Linked DNA regions of Mus musculus: region 2 is linked to region 1. A link is a contact called in public Hi-C data. All regions are on one chromosome and are shown on one strand. The core of a region is the stretch at or near the end of the contact, and the rest is flanking DNA. Distances in the headings are between cores, read along the strand shown. Region 1 has its middle 25 kb from the start of Gm31568. Region 2 has its middle 16 kb from the start of Gm24006.

What was found. A called contact is a pair of places that touch in the nucleus more often than the background predicts.
Region 2: a Hi-C map of the G1E-ER4 cell line shows a contact between it and region 1, with 2.2 times the contacts expected there. A contact is called at or near these places in 4 of 39 promoter capture datasets (the HPC-7 cell line, liver and stem cell-derived epiblast-like cells), 2 of 484 Hi-C or Micro-C datasets (the G1E-ER4 cell line and embryonic stem cells) and 1 of 130 datasets of targeted methods (CD8 T cells).

What each region holds. Positions count from the first base shown.
Region 1 is chr19:35,125,717-35,128,416 of GRCm38.p6, forward strand. No RefSeq gene overlaps it. Among named protein-coding and RNA genes, the nearest start is that of Gm31568, 25 kb to the right of the region's middle.
Region 2 is chr19:35,218,135-35,220,834 of GRCm38.p6, forward strand. No RefSeq gene overlaps it. Among named protein-coding and RNA genes, the nearest start is that of Gm24006, 16 kb to the left of the region's middle.

The DNA.
Region 1 (2,700 bases), core at 50-2,549:
TGGGAAAATATTGCTGAGTGTTCTGGATGGCACCGTTAACTCTACAGCCACACGAGCCACCCAAAGCTTGCAAAACACTGGGAAGGATGTCAGTTCTGTATCTCCAGTCTACTGTACTGAAGGGATCACCAGGCCAAACTCCACAGTGACTCAGAGGCAAGGCCATTGGACTGCCTTAGATGGAAGCTAAAGACAATTAGATAGTTCTCAGTGTGAAATGGATAAATTCATAAAGAGCCCGGTGCACCAACAGGAAACTGTTCCCCACCATGCTTAGAGATGCTGCATTGAGGGAAAGAGGCTGTTGTGACATCTGTGGAATGCAATAAATAAACAACAAAATACAAATATAAATACTGTCCTTATTGACAGCGCGATAGATGTGAAAATTATGTCTTACCTTGTAGGTTATCAAGGTATTATTTCATGACTGTTATCAAAGATGTGTGAAAGATCTATTAGAAAAGAATAACTTAGCTGTTAAGGAAATTTGGAGGGGTTGAGTGTCTTAATATAGGATGAGTTGTCAAATTCACCCCATTATACTTTAACCATGGACTCTACAAAGGAAACAAACGTTTCCTGCAGATGGCTAAACTAGCTATGGTATCCACAATGTGGTATATACTCAACAAATGTTGGTTATACAATGATAAAATATCCAATAAATTATAGCAAGTAAATGGATCCTGCTGGGAGTCATTGAAAGGAATTTGCAACTAGCATACCGTGTTCTGCTCATATGAGGATCTTATCTGTGCCAAACACATGAAGATGTGAAATTCAAATAAAAATATCGAAAGAAGTAAAAGAAAAAGTCAAGTTTAAAAATAAAGCAGAGACTTCTACGAGTCAGAAATGAAACATTGGAATCTGGGGAGACTGTCTGCCTTCCTTCGTGGGAGTAAAGATGGGTCCTGCTCCTATGACAACCGAAGTAAACAGAACCCTGTGAAGTGCAGCTTTGGGCCCTGGCCTGCTGCTCGCCCTTAACCCCGATCTTTTCCAGAATGAGTAAGAAGCCTACTACAGTCGACATGCATAGCTGTTTTCCTCCTAAGTGCAGGGAATTGCGTTTCATTTTCTTTATTTTACAAAGCATATTGAAAAGGGAACTAACTATTACTCACGGAAATGATTCAGATAGGGCAAGCTCCCAGACACTATGAGAAAAAAAAAATAATCCCCAAATCTAGGCTAGAAATAAGTTAAAAATAACCAAGAGCTGTGGGAGACACTTGCCGCTGTTGGTGTCTGACCTATGAAACAAAACCGAAACCACGAGTTTGCTTGAGGTGCGTGGAATCAAAGTGACGGGAACCAATTACCTGGTTAAGGGTTTTATAAAGTTTTGAAAGTTCTTCTCTAAACAGTCAGACAACAAATGTTTTAGGTTTTGTGAGCCATATAGCCCTTCTTCAAACTATAGTGACAAAGCAGCCATAGCTCTGCCTCTGTAGAAATAAACCATGTCCCTTTGTCTTAGTGAAATCTTACCCCCTCAACGAGATTCATAGAATGAGCTGTAGTCTACTAGTTCTGTCCTGTAAGTCGGCTTTTCCCATGATGAGGATAGATGATGCCAGCTTTCCTACATTCTTGAGCTGGGGCTCTTTTCCCAGTAAACAGACACCGTGATTAGCCTTTTATAAGCCTCTATGCTGGCCAACTTTATGAAGAATACTTCTTTTCCTTAGATATATCAGCTCCTCGAATTAGTCTGGAGCCAGGTGCTGTGGGCTTTGTCGAGTTTCTATTTTCTTAAGGTGACTCTGCATATCTCTGTTTCAGTTCAGTGAGAGTTTATTACCCTGACTACATTAATTTCCCAGTAACGTGCTGGCATGTAGCCCCTTACTTCCAAGTTTTCTAGAGATTTTTTTCCATTTTAGATTGTATGCCATTCCTCATGTTGTGGTTCAAGCAAAGCAGTGTAGCAATTGGTGTTTGAGTTGCTTATCTTTCCCAGTTAATAATTCCAGGTAAATTGGTCAGGCAAACGTTATATGCCCCAGTACAGGGGAATGCCAGGGCCAAAAAATGGGAATGGGTGGGTAGGGGAGTGGGGGGGGGACTTTTGGGATAGCATTGGAAATGTAATTGAAGAAAATACGTAATAAAAAAAATAAAAAAAATAAAACACTAACAGCAACATAAAAAAAAAATAACTCCAGGTAAATAATTTCTACTTTTTAGTGGAGTGGAGCCTTACTTGCATGCATCTGTAATACAGATATACCTTCAACTGACTGCAACTTTAAAACAAATTCACATTTAAAACCTGCCCCCCCCCCAAACCAGCCCCCAGGAACTGGTTCAGTTTCTGCTCTGACTGGTGGCTGACTGAGTCTTGTATGACATCGTTACCTCATCCCTTTTCTGTGGGAGCGATCATTTCCTGACTCAAAGAATATGGTGGTTGAATTTAGTGACCGGCATCTGAATGTGGGAACAAGTCTGAGCCCAACTGAGTCATGATATGAATTTCAACAAGCTCTCTACATGATTCATCATTGTTCAAGTTTGAAAGTACTTTCTCTGGCATGTATTGTTCCTTAATACTATTTTTTTTAATGTCAATTAGAAAATAGAGTCTCCTCTGGGTGGCAGAATGAGTCAAAGGAGAGAAGTCTGAGATGCCCGGAGTAATTTCTCCCATATTCTTGTGTCATTGGTGAGGGCAGGGGAGTATCTGGTTAC
Region 2 (2,700 bases), core at 82-2,581, 92 kb after region 1:
GCCTCTCAGGAGACAGCTATATCAGGCTCCTGTCAACAGGCACTTCTTGGCATCTGCAATAGCGTCTGGGTTTGTTGTCTGTATATGGAATGGATCCCCAGGTGGGGCAGTCTCTGGATGGCCTTTCCTTCAGTCTCTGCTCCACACTTTGTCCCCATATTTCCTTTAGACAGGAGCAATTCTGGGTGAAAAAAATTGGAGATAAGTGGGTGGCCTCATCCCTCAACCAGGGTCCTTGCCTAACCTCTGGATATGGTATCTACAGGTTCTCCCTCCCCTTGGTTGGGAATTTCAGCTCCTTTCATCTCCATTGGATCCTGGGAGCCTCTTGCTTTCCTGATATCTGGGACTTCAACTGTTCTAATGTTACAACTCTTTAATACAGTTCCTTATGTTATGGTGATCCTGAACCATAAAATTATTTTTGTTGTTACTTTATAACTGTAATTTTGTTATTGTTATGAATTGTAATGTAAATATTTTTGGAGACAGAGGTTTACTAAAGGGGCTGCAATTAACAAGTTGAGAAACACTGCTCTAGAGAACCTTATTTAATTCAGTATTTAAGGGCACATTTCCAGTGACCTAACTTGCTTTAACTAGGCCTCATAACTTAAAAGTTTTATTATCTTCCAATACTGAAATGAGTTGCAAGCCAAACTATTAACCCATGGATTTTTTGGGAGAATTGTCAAATTCATATTAGAGCAATACATTCAAGTAAATAGGCTTTACAATGCAAAGTAACAAATGTTTTGATTAGTAAAAAAAAAAAAAATCTAATACTACACCTGTATTAAGATGTAGAGTTTAATTCCCATTCCCTTGGATATGAGCTTACCCTAGAGACTTGCTCACCTCGAGGCGTGTGATGGAAGAGATGATCTATGGTTTCTAAGTTGTAGCCCCTAAGAACTCATGCAGTTTCCAACCGTATTTCTTAGTCCTGGTTCCTGAGATGTCCCTTCCAGCTCTCAGTGACTGCCTCAGGAGGAAAATTCGAGTCAACTGGAGAAGATAGAAATTCTGCTTGGCGGGTCCATTTGAGCTTCTGGATGACAATGGAGATCCGCTTCATGCAAGGCAGGGCAGAAGTTCACTCAGGCAGTCTAACGACTTCAGCCTGATTCACTGCCTGGCAACAGGAATAAGATAATTCTACCCAGCTGAACTCAGTCAACACAAAGGGTCCAAGGAAATCATAAAGCACAATTTTTCAGCCATAACTTTCAGAGATTCTTACACAACAATTCAAGACTGAAACTGCTGCTGATATGAAGGAGCAATCTATCTGAGGCCCAAGTAAGGAGAATGGGGACAGGCTGCCCCAAAACATGTATACCTGGATGGTTCAGAAGCAACGCCAATAAAAAATGTGTGATTTACATATGCCACAAGATTAAATACTAATGATTCTGCCAAAAGGGCAAGGTTCTACCATGATGCAGGAAGTGACACATAGGCCTGGGTACCCAACTGGAGTATTTCCACAATTGCTGTCCCTTGGAATACTGCACATACCTATTGTTCTCTGTTCAAATAAGCTTGAGGCAGACGACCATATTCTTTCTGAAGTATTATCATAGTTTATAGTCAGTGTGAAACACAGTCTATTTACTATAGGACTACTACCTGAGCCTTCGGTGTGTTAAAGTTGGAAAATAGCCAAAAAAGCTATTTTTCTCGTAAATTAAGTAGCTGGTGATATGTCAGCATAGAAAACACCTTGTTATATGCTTAGAGTTTTAATAAAATGAAAGAAACTAGAGAATTTTGAGAGATTATAGCTTTGCCCTCTCTTCTCAGAAAGATGATGAGACATAGGAAAAAAAAACAGTGTGTGTGGTTTAACAGCACAGATGCTAATCTTTTTTTTTTTTCCTTTTTTTTTTTTTGTTTTTGTTTTTGTTTTTGTTTTTTGTTTTTTGAGACAGGGTTTCTCTGTGTAGCCCTGGCTGTCCTAGAACTCACTCTGTAGACCAGGCTGGCCTCGAACTCAGAAATTCACCTACCTCTGCCTCCCAAGTCCTGGGATTAAAGGCGTGTGCCACCATGCCTGGCACAGATGCTAATCTTGCCTTCCCATTTTAATTGCTTGTTTGGCTTTGAAACTTTCTTTTTTGTGAGCTCACTTTTTTTTCTATTTTAAATGAGAAACAGGAAGGGAGTCTGAATTTGAAGCTCAATAGCAGTAAGGTGCACGTCACAGTCTGCAGTGGATGTGGACTCAAATCTCTGGCACCAAATGCAAAGTAAGATAAATTAAACATGGAAGATATTGGTCTGAATTACATACATACCAATATTCTGTGGAACCTTTTACATTATGAATCATTTAAAATTATGCATACATAGATTCTCTGGGATGTTCCATATCATGTAGTTGATTCTAAAAGGAATAACTGTCACCAAAGAAGATGAGAACCACTTGCATAAATCAGTTTTGGGCCTTGTTTGGGTTTTAGTCTTCAGGGTGGTGTTTTGGGGAGTTGTGGCCCTTTAAGAGGTGATTCCTATAGGAGTTCCTTAGGGACTTAGGACAAGACCCCACCTTGATTTGTTTTGTTTTGTTTTTTGTGGTGTTTTCTTTAAATTTTTTTTATTTTTTCTTTTATTAGATATTTTCTTTATTTACATTTCAAATGTTATCCCTCTTCCTGGTCTCCCTCCAAAGTACCCCTTCCCTTATCTTTCCTCTCT